Regions from separate parts of the Mus musculus genome. Here regions 1 and 2 are each linked to region 3. Evidence: chromatin contacts called from public HiCAR-type and HiChIP or PLAC-seq data. All regions are on one chromosome and are shown on one strand. Each heading gives the region's core, a stretch centred on a gene start, on an enhancer-like site or on the middle of the called end of the contact. The rest is flanking DNA. Distances are from core to core; before and after follow the strand shown. Region 1 holds the start of Crls1 (cardiolipin synthase 1). Region 2 holds the start of Fermt1 (fermitin family member 1). Region 3 holds the start of Plcb4 (phospholipase C, beta 4).

Evidence for each region. HiCAR-type assays count read pairs that join an accessible place to other places. HiChIP or PLAC-seq counts read pairs in DNA pulled down with a chosen protein or histone mark.
Region 1: a contact with region 3 is called in an H3K4me3 HiChIP or PLAC-seq map of stem cell-derived neural progenitor cells, with 8 times the contacts expected there. The contact joins the promoter of Crls1 here to the promoter of Plcb4 in region 3. A contact is called at or near these places in 2 of 115 datasets of contacts at active chromatin or transcription factors (astrocytes and stem cell-derived neural progenitor cells).
Region 2: a contact with region 3 is called in a HiCAR-type map of astrocytes, with 7 times the contacts expected there. The contact joins the promoter of Fermt1 here to the promoter of Plcb4 in region 3. A contact is called at or near these places in 2 of 115 datasets of contacts at active chromatin or transcription factors (astrocytes and embryonic stem cells).

The regions. Positions count from the first base shown.
Region 1 is chr2:132,844,796-132,848,436 of GRCm38.p6, reverse strand. It overlaps Crls1 (cardiolipin synthase 1), which reads right to left and starts at 1,771. Exons shown (of 7, transcript NM_001024385.1): 1 at 1,312-1,771. The coding sequence starts at 1,620.
Region 2 is chr2:132,944,302-132,948,016 of GRCm38.p6, reverse strand. It overlaps Fermt1 (fermitin family member 1), which reads left to right and starts at 1,981. Exons shown (of 15, transcript NM_198029.2): 1 at 1,981-2,694. Gm14102 (a long non-coding RNA gene) reads right to left here and starts at 2,265. Exons shown (of 3, transcript XR_001783483.1): 1 at 2,210-2,265.
Region 3 is chr2:135,657,938-135,661,545 of GRCm38.p6, reverse strand. Plcb4 (phospholipase C, beta 4) reads right to left here and starts at 1,999. Exons shown (of 39, transcript NM_001355153.1): 1 at 1,816-1,999.

The DNA.
Region 1 (3,641 bases), core at 522-3,021, 2.8 Mb after region 3:
GGCGGCACACGCCTTTAACTTGGGCACTCAAGAGGCAGAGGCAGAGGCAGGTGGATCTCAGAGGACAGCCTGGTCTACAGATTAAGTTCCAGGACAGCCAGAACTACACACAGAAACCCTATCTCAAAACTAAAACAAGCAAGCAAAAGCTGAGAATGAAGAGCTCCAAAGTTAGTCTAACACACTGAAAGAGCATGACTAAATAGAAAGCTGCACCCAGCCTCCTCACTTCCCTTGGTAAAGACACAACACAACTACAGCTGGCTACCAGGCCAGTAAGTGAGCCTGTGCCCCACAAAAAAATGTTCACCGGCTGGCATGGTGGTGGTGCAGGCCTTTGACCTCAGCACTCGGGAGGCTGCGGCAGGTGAATCTCATGAGTTCGAGGCCAGCGGATCAAGTTCCAGGACAGCCAGGGCTGTTACACAGAGAAGAGCTGTCTCGAAAAACAAAACCCTACAAAAAGCTCATTAATATCTAGTTATTACATTTGGACATTTGTGAAAGTCGACAAAGCTTAATCTCAAATTACCCAACCAGATAACCTGTGGCATACTCGGCCAACTGTGCTGGGAAGGGCTTCAGCCAGGTTGAGGGCAACTTCAAAGCATCCGGCGGCGTTCAATCTCCAAGAGTTTTAAAGCTAGGCCTGAAGCTGTGACCCCTGCCGGGGTGTGGCCACCTCAGCCCATGCTGTGTAACTGAGGAGAGCAGGGCAGTACAGTGGCCGCTGAAGACCTAACAATTGAAGATGTAATAATTGCATGGACTTGCTAACATGACATCAAAAGCTGGGCCACACTCATGCTCTGGTGTCACCTGCTTGGGAAGTTATCTTACCAGGCAAGGTGAACAAATCCTTCTGTTACGTCAAGAATAGTCTGAAGCTTTCTATAATACAAAGTTGAAAGATCTTTTCATTACAACCTAAGCCAGATAATTATCCTCCGTGATACTGCTAAAGACCAAAGGATGATGTAATCTGCACAAACGGACAGAAGGGCCGTTCTTATGGTTCCGCCGAACTTAACCCTGAAGATTCACTTCAAAAAATTAAAAACAGATTAACTAGACGAGCGATGGTTGTTTTTACCTATGCAACGTGTAGACACACCTCCCAGCAACGGGTGTGCACACAAGGGGATTACAGTGGGTTTCAACTTGGCCAGAGACTGTACCCGGCGGGGGACCCCTGAAGTTCACCAAGATCGAACGCCCTGGCTGCCCGTAACTTCCCAGAACACCGGGTGAGTGTCGCGACAGAGCGCCGAGCCCGTCACCTGCGTCCCGCCGACCCTCCCTCGCACGTACCGAGCTGGCGGCGCTCGCCGGGACCCATCGGGCGCTGGGGGCCTGCGCGGCGGCACCTCCTCCTCCGGCGGCGGGCTCCGGGGCTGCCTTCCCCGCGCCCGAGCAGTGGGTCCGCGGGCCGGCGCCGGGCAGCCGCAAGGCGAACGCGGCCGGCCGCAGCCGCCAGCGCTCAGCCAGGCAGCCGAGGCAGCAGGCCGCGGGCGGCAGCAGGGCCCTGCGGGAGCCGCCCCTGCCGAGCCGCGCCCCCGGAGGCCGGAGGGCCACGCGAAGAGGGCCCCACGCGCCGCGCGCCACGCGCCAAGCCAACATGGCCGTGTGGCCTCCACGGAGTCCAAGAGTCGAGAACTCAGACGCCCCTGGCACCGGCTGCCAGCTTCTCTAGAGAAGTCGAGCGGTGCCGAGGCCGTATGGACAGCTCCATACTAATTTCTACACTCTGGCACTTTCCGCTTATACAGGTGGCCTGAACCGCCAAGGGAGTCAGCTTTCACGACGTTTTCACGACACCCAGCCGCTCTGCTCACCGGCGCCCCCGCGCGGCAGCGGCGAGCACGAACAGCTAAGGCCCGCAGGTTAGGAAGACCTGACTAGTGAGTAGAGCCGCTAGTGCCTGCAGGCTAAGAAGAATGACAGGTAGGGAAGACCAAGAGCGAGTGCCACGTGGCCACAGGAAGCCACTTATATCAGGCCTGCCTGATGCCAAGTGGCCCGCTGGTGTGCATGGCTCTGTATTATCACTGGAGATGTAAAGCATTAGTGTTGGCATCAAAGTAGTTAAGTACCTACTCTGCTTCCTTAGCACTAAATGCATATGAATAGAGCAAAGGGAAATGTCAATAATAGCAATCACTAATTGTTTACTTGGGAAGTGCTTACTGTATGCGTTATAGTGTCATTATTTATCCTCTCAACAACTCTAACATGCCTTCTGTATTTGCCTTTACTTTTACAGGTACAGAAGCCCGTGGACAGGAGAAACCTGCTTATTCTAAGTCTGAATTAGAAACAAATCAGTTCACTGTTATAACCTTACCTAACCTACCATTTTGTTATAGATTTGAGCTTGAACCCAGGGCCTTGAATCCAGGTCGGGCAAGAACCAAACCAGTGAAAGGTCACCACGTGGTGATGTCTTGCAGTCTTTCCACTGTTCTTCAGCCCAGTCTGTGATGGCACACACTCACCTGGAAGTTGTTCGTAAAGCCCACATCACATTTGACGATTGTAGTCTTTTTTTTTTTTTTTTCCAAGACAGGGTTTCTTTGTGTAGCTCTGGCTGTCCTGGAACTCACTCTGTAGACCAGGCTGGCCTCGAACTCAGAAATCCGCCTGCCTCTGCCTCCCGAATGCTGGGATTAAAGGCGTGCACCACCACGCCCGGCTAAGGATTGTAGTCTTAAGGAGCTTTTTATCAAGATCATCTTTATTTTGTTTTGGTTTTTGCGAGAGGCCTAGACTTTTCTTTTTAATTAAAAAAGGAAGAAAGAAAAATGAAGAAAAGGAAAGAAGAGGAAAAGAGAAGAAAAATCTAAGCAGTGGTATGAAACAAAGAGAAAAAGAAGTAAAAAGATAAATCCAGGTGGCCGTGGTGCATGCCTTTAATCCCAGCACTTGGGAGGCAGAGGCTGATAGATATCTGTAAATTCCAGGTCAGCAAGGGCTACACAGAGAAAATCTGTCTCGAAAACAAAAACAAAGTCAGTTTCTGTTCATAATTAGAGTTACATCCCCTTGTATATAGTCTTAGCCTTAGTCATCCCCTTGTATACAGTGGTCTGATCGGCCCATTTTGGGATGGATGGGTCAACTGATGGAGCTGCTTGCAGCTAATCTAACCAGCTGACTTTGATCATATTTATATCAGCTACCACTTGGTTCCTTCAAGTCAGGGTTTAATATTTCTATGGTATTCTATGGCATATTATCCCTCATTTCATTTTCATTTTGCATTTACTATCAGTTAAATATTCGTTGTAAAATACTAGGATTTGCTTTATTTTGGTTACTCAGCGCACACTGCTTTTTGTATGTGTGTAGGTGTGGGGGCAGAGGCTGATGCTGAATGGCTTCATCAGTTCAGGCTGGCCAGGGAGCTTCAGGAAACTGCCTCTCCTCCCTCCACCCAGCGTTAGGGTTACAAATGAAGCATCCTTGGCTTTTTACATGAGGATCTTACTCAGACTTAACCAACTGAGCCATCTCCCCAACTCAGTTTTTGGGTATTTTGGTTTTTTTAGTTATTCATCTCCTGGTTTCCTGGAAGTTAAGTAACTAATTTCTTTTTTTTTTTTTTTTTTTTTTTTTTGGTTTTGGTTTTTGGTTTTTGGTTT
Region 2 (3,715 bases), core at 732-3,231, 2.7 Mb after region 3:
GTGGGTGTGTGTATGTGTACATGGGTGTGTGGAAGGGTGTGAAATGTTAAAGTCTAGAATGCACTTTCTAATCCATCTTGTACTCATGATCTCTACCCATTTCAGAAAACTTAAAATAACCAAGTGATAAGTAAAATTTTATATCACAAGTCTAGGATACATGTTATGGAAGAAAATCACAAATATATTTAACCAAACAAGACAGACACAGAATAATACATATATTATATTCTGTTTAAATGAACTGCAATAACTGCAAAACCCTTCTGAGAATGGTGGCTGGTTTTTGTTTTTGTTTTTGTTTTGTTTTTGTAATCATGGTTGAAAACTCAAGGTTCAGATGCAATAAGCATTGCTTTAAGATTGGGAGCCGGAACATATTCCCTTGTTGCTGGGGACAGCAGCCAGCCAGCCACCCTCTCATGAGGGAGGAAAAAAACCACTATTCTCTGGTAAACCTTGCTACCAACCATATTTGAAGACTGAGTATTAAATTCATTTCTACTTCAAGATTCTGTCAACTTACAATGAGCTTTTGGAGATGTGATCCTATCAAAGTCGAGGAGCATCTGTATAAATTTTTAAAATAACAGCAAGGAGGACACCTAAAAGTTGCTGAATTCTTTAGTGCAATCCAAAGGGATTCTTTAATACAATTTTCTTTAGTATAGGTTTATTGCAATTTTCGGTGGGATGGGAAACCTGCACAGGTAGTAAAAGAGCCATTAATCTTCTAAGGTCACACTGCAGACCTTGAACCTGTACAGGCTCAGGTCTGATTGCCCAGGAGCAGAGTTCTCAGAAAGCAGGTCAGGAAAGGAATGCCGGCTGCCCAAAGTCAAAGCAGATTGACCTGGGAAAAGCAGAGTCAGGTGACAGCCCCATCCCTATGGCTAACTGTACTAAGAAACTTCCTCTGTTTTAGTTAGGGCCACGGTTGCTGTGATGAAACACCATTATCAAAAGCAAGTTGGGGAGGAAAGGGGTTATTTTGCTTACACTTCCATATCTACGTTCATAATCGGAGAACGTCAGGTCAGGAACACTACATTACCTCCCAGCACCTCACCTGGCCACTACCCCAACACTCCATCCTATCACCCCACCCCCACTCTTGGGCAGAAACCTAAAGCAGGGAGGCTCATCCTGTCTTCTTGTAGAACCCGGGACTATTAGCCCCGGGGTGGCCCCACACACAACGGGCTGGGGTGTCCCACATCAATCACTACTTAAGGAAATGCTCTACAGGTTTGCCTACAGCCAGATCTTACAGAGGCAATCTCATTAACGTCACCTCCTCCGATGACTCTAGCTTGCTGTCAAATTGACATAAAACTGGCAGTATTTACCCTAAATTCTTAATGATTTTATTAGTAAAATTTCTTCTGTGCATGCCGAGGAAGGAACTCAGGGACAGGTGCTCTGCCACGGAACCTAGCCCTCTGCCCTTAAGACCCTGCAATTGTTAATAAAGTTCAAATGATGTCTATTTATTTAGGGATTGGGGCTAGAATGTAGAGTGGTGTGTGTCCTGGAAAGCTCTATACCACCGAACTTTTAATTCAAATGTAAAATACTTGCAAGCCAAAACAGTTCCTAAATATTGTGATGTTCGAATAACAACAACAACAACAACAAAGATTTGGCTATAAATTTCGGGATATTTTCGATTTAAGAAGTTAACGGCAGAGTCACCTCATTGGTACACATACTGCGTACCATTGATGCGGCATGATGCATAAAGTTTCCCAAGGAGCGGCTGCCACCCAGCCTTCTACTTATTTCCAGTTAAAGAACTATTGTTTTCTTAACCACCGTATCCCCAGGGCCCTGCCCCAGGCCTGGCACAGTAAGCTTTCAACCTAATGTACGCTGTACAGGGGGAGGGGGGGAATTACCCAAAGTCTCCCACACTTCCTGGGCGGGCAGCTGTCTGGAGAATCTAACAGGAAAATAACAGATGACTGCCTGCGGTGAGCCACTCTAGGAGTGGTCCAGCCTTTGGCTTGGAGCTCAGTCTGATCAGAGGGGGCTTCCTCCTGCCAGACCTCACCTTTTTTGGAGGACTGACATCACCCTTTTACTCAGAGGTGAATCGCCTCTGTGCATGCCACCTGTCTGGTCAGGCTTGCTCCAGAACTCTGCATAGATAGACAGTTGCAGACAGGAAGGGATTCTCCCTGGCCCCGGGTATCAGTGACGAATTTACCTAAGAGGCAGAGAAAAAGGCTGGGCCTTGGGTCCTGGGCCAGTACCAGGGCTTCAGGGTACCCAGAACGTTGGCGGCGTCCAGGAAAGGCCATACAAAAGTGGAGGCGGGAGGGGAGGAGTGTGTTCCAGGCTGCTTGGCTCCTGTCTGGAGCAGCCCTGCGGCTCCCTTCAACCCTTATTGTATCTGCAGCCTTCTCCTACTCGGAGCGAGAGCAAGACCTAGCAGGCTGGGCTGGACGTGCCCCCACCTGCCCGCCGCGCTAGCCTGCGCCGCCAAGCTGTGGCCCCGGGACTCGGACCGTGCTTGGGTGCTGGGAGGAGGACTCCAGCAGCTCTACTGGCTGTCGCGAGGTCCCCGCAACATCACTGGACCCGCTGTACCTTGGTGCGGTCCCGCGAGACCCCTGCTCGCCCAAGGCGGCCTCTGGGGACGCAGCTGTCCACGTGCGAGCTGCAGACTGGACGCGGCAGGCTCCATAGCAGGTGAGCTCTCCCGCTGAGGATTGGGATTAGCCAGGCTGGAACTCTCACCGCGAAGACTTGGGACCTCTGCCCCCTTCTTTTCTGCAGCTCTGTGCAGTTAAACGGTTGTTGAATTGAAATAATTTTGTCTGGAGGTGATCACCTCGGGCCCAGGAATCTGATCGTGCACAGGAACGCTTTCGGTCGGCGCGGGCTGCTTTCATTAATGGGCAAAGGACAGGTGACTGGGCACCTAGAACCCTGCGACACCCTGCCAAACCGAGCGTCCGTGTTATATTCCGGACTTTTTTTTCTTTTTTCTTCCCCGCATTCTCTTTGAACCGGGGCGGAGCGACCTTCACCAGGGAAGGTAAATCCAAGGTGCCTTGTTGCCTCCTATTTCGGTCTCCATGGGTGAGCTTCCACCCAGCTGAAGTTTGCTCCACAAGTAACAACTTGTTGTTGAGGATGAGAACCTCAGGCCAAACTGAAGGCGCAGAGAGATAGGAAAGGAATGTGGGAAAACCAGCTCGTCTTCATTTTAGGAGGAATTTTCGTTGTAAGGGATCTGTCCATTTTCTATACAAATGGGTTAATCACTCCAATCAGGAAAACTAAGGACCCTGTGTCCTTTGTTTTAAAATTGACCCTGAAGGCCCAGAAAAATGAGCAAAACTAAATCATCTTTTTTAAAAAAATAAAGTTAGCTTTTTATGTGCAAAACATTATTTGAAACTCAGCCTCAAAAAAAAAAAAAAAGAAAGAAAGAAAGAAAAGAAAAGAAAAGAAAAGAAAAGAAAAGAAAAGAAAAGAAAAGAAGAGAGAAAAGAAATAGCATTTTGGACATTGCAAGGCTCTTCCGTGTCGAGTTGGCCCTGAAGAGGCTGTTTTTATTGTCTCTTCACTGCTGATCTGTTTGTAGAAATGATAGGTGTTGTTAAAAAGCTAGAATTCATTCGCGTGTTAAGAGTTTTCTCTTCTGTTGTTGCAAAATCACCAAGGACGTTTCTCAGAGTGATGTAAGTTTAGAGTAAGGGGGATG
Region 3 (3,608 bases), core at 750-3,249:
TTTTAACATCATTCACATTTTAAAAGATACAAATATAAAGCTCGGAAAAGAGAATATTTCAGCACAAAGCCCTCCTGCGTGGGTGTGCATTTGTAAAGTAAAAGTAGAATTATTCCAACAGATGTAAATGTGCTCTCTGTGATCAAATGGAGTCTTTTGAAATTCTGTTTTGACAGTTACTTGTAAAACAGCATTTCCACAGCGATTAATTCAGAGCTGGTAGTGATATCATCAAAGCTAAATCAAAACTAAGTTCTGATGGCTGAGTAATAAAAGCGGGGAGGGGGCAGGGGAGCAGAGCACACTTGGGAGGCCAACACTCAGCCCTCTGCAGCACACTGTTACATGTGAAGATGCACTCCTTCTGTCAAACCAGTTTCACCAACATAAAAACGCTCAGAAAGTGAAATTCCATTTTAAAAGTAATTTTTTCTTACACGAGGTTCTCCCCAAGACACCAGTCATGTATTAAATGTCTACAGTGTAAAAAAAAAAAATAGATGATATAATAGATCAATACACCAGTTGAAAACTATGCAAGACTGTTCTGTGGGGGAAAAATTCGAGATTACATAACACAGTCAGTCAGGGATTACACCACAAAATCCTAGTGAGAGGAATTTCTCATCCTCTGTATCACTCTGCAACTTAGGATATTAAAGTTTGAAGGGTTCAAAATATTCGGTTCTCAGTTCAAACACATCTTTAAAAACATCAGTCTTAAAAATACTAAAAGGATTAAGTTGAAATTTTACACACACACACACACACACACACACATCTTCCTACCCTAAAGAGTAGTTCTTCACTTTCTGAGATCCTGGGAGTCCACCCAGGTAAAAAGTCACTGGTTGCTCTTCCTGGTCATCTTTATTTTATGGTCTGATTTTTCCTTAAAAGAGAAATTCAATTTTTTTCAAAGCATTATACACCTGCCTGTGCATGGACTTTACTGCTAGCCATGTTTATTCAACACATTATCTCCACCAATGGATAATTTAAATTTATGGACCACTATGCATCCCACTTCTACTTCAAAAGATGGCGACTGTCCATGAATGTTTTGCCCCAAATTAAATCTCAAGCCCCTTGCTTTAGAGAAATAGGAAGAAGCACTATAGAAGTTTAGGGTTATTTTTTTAAAGTCATATCTCAAATGCATGCATATTTGTGGAATATAAGACATTTGCCTTTCTAGAAATGCTGGCTTTATAACTCTAGAGTTGTTCAATTGGAAAATTCTGTGTTTTCACACTTAGATTCAGTAGTTTACTGAGTCTAAACTCAAAAATTGTACAATATAGACAATTTCTAATTGACTAAGAAAAAACAACTTTAAACTTCTGAAAATAAAGCAATGTTCTTTTACATGCTTTTAGGAGGCCCAGATACTGTCCTGAAGGAGCGCTTAGCCTGTCAGTGTCAACTGGAAACGGTCTATCATTCGTAAGCTGTCCCCAGAAGACGCTGAAGATGCACACGCACACACATTTACATGCGTTGCACAGTGCCAACTATTTCCAACCAAAATAATCATATACACGTCGAGCCGAGCTATTTCTAGCGCAGAAGAGGGTGAACGTCCGGGTAGGCAGAGGAAACCCAGTAGCAGATGATTGCCGGAGAGGCGGGTGGCGGCGGGGTCCCCTGCCTCCCGCGCAGGACGCCTCGCACCCCGCACCTGCACCGGGTCCCCGGCAGGGCAACCGGGGGCGCGCGCGCGCGTCCGGGACGCACCCGCGGGAAGCCGAGTAGCCCGGCGGGCTGGGAGCGGCGGGAGCATCCCCGGGCGGGACCCAAAGCGCCTTCTCCTACCTGTCACTTCCAGGCGAGTCGCTGCCGGGGATGCGGCCACCGCCGCCTCCGGGAGCCCCGCTGTGTTCGCGCGCGCGCGTGTGAGTGTCTGTGTGTGTGTGTGTGTGTGTGTGTGTGTGTGTGCGCGCGTGTGAGAGCCTGTTTGCGGCGCGGCTCCTGAGCCGCTCGCGCGCCGCCACCCCCTCCCCGCCGCCGCGGCCGCCGAGCCCCTCCGGCGCCGCCCCGCCCTCCGCCGCCTCCGCCCCCCACCGGCCAGCGCCTCCCCGCTGCGCTCACCTCGGCCGCCCGCTGCCCAGGGCGCCGCCCGCCCGCCGCTCCCGCCGAGCCGGGCCCCGTGCGGCCCCGGGCCCGCCGCCCCTACTCCCGGCCGCGACGCTGCCTCTGGAGCCCAAGCCGTCGCCTCGCAGCCCCAACCTGCCGGGCTACGGAGCATGCCCAGTGCGGCGCCCGGCGGGGCTGGGGGTGGACCGGGGCCGCGCGGGCCGGCCGGGGTGGGGGTTGGCTGTCCCGGGGTCGCCGCCGCCGCCTTCCCGGTGCAGGGTCTGGGCGCGCGCCCGTGGGGACTGAGCTGAGCCAGCAGCGGGACACCACGCGCCGCTGGCCACGGACTCAGCGGGTGCCCGGCCCGGGAGGAGGGGGTGCGAGCCAGCCAGAACCGGGAGCGGGGAGCGGGAACTGCGCTTTCGTCTATGTTACATTGAACAAACACGGAGAGCTTGTACACTGCAGCAGGCACTGTGAGACAGGGATTTTATTCATTCAGCCCGAAAAACAATCTGCCGGAGGAAGTACTACAACGGGCTCACACTGAGCCAGAAAGTGATTTCCAAAGTCTTCCCCCAAGTGATCCTGAGACGTGCACCCCACTCCACCCCCCCCCCCCAGACTTCGGTTCCAGGGATGCTGGGGATCGCTGTGGCCAGCTCTCCTTGTCCTTTGAACCGACACCCGGGTGCCCGAAGTCCTGCTGAGGCGGCCTGGCCATGTGCATCCAGCGTCACCCTTTGTGGAGACCCTACACTGGAGCCGCTCCGGAACTCCCCGAGGGCTTCCTCCTACCGAGGCCACTCGGCTTCCTCCCTCTCCTGCCTGGCGGCGGCCACCAAAACCCGGAGACGTGGCACCTGCGCACTGGGGACTGGGGCCCATGCTGGCGGCTGAACTGGGCATGCTCAGCTGCCTGAACTGGGCTGGCGGGTCAAGAGGAAAGGGGTCGGTTTAGAGGTTAGCTTAAAAAAAAAATGGAGAAGAGGGCAGAAGTGTAGGCACAAAGGAACAGTCCAGGCACCGTGGATACAGCAGTTGAAAACCCCAAAGTGTCGCACCCTTCGTTCATTCTGGCCGTTTCAGCATGGATAGAAAGAAAATAACCACCAAAAGTTGATCAACTAGTGTGATGTGTGATGGTACATGCCTGTAATCCCAGTTAGTTTACAGAGCAGCCTAAACTATACAGTCGGTTCAAGACCAACCTGAACCCTGTCTCAAAACGAGAAAGAAAAAAATAATTTACCAATTTAAGGGAGATGGACTGAGAGCTACTGACCACTCTCTAGCCAAACACAAAGCTTCAGATTTAAGTTAGCCTTGAAAAAGGTTTTTCTGCAGTGTCTGCCTGCCTGTCTGTGACAAAACCTACAGAAACATTCACTAAGCCAGATCAGCTTTTCCACCAAGGTTAAAAAGAGAATAAAGATGCCAGAGAAAGCTGATACTGCACTGGTCAGGGTCTTCATGCCAGTGTGTTAAGACTGCTTTTGAGAGTGCCGCAAACCGGGCACATGAACTGCCTG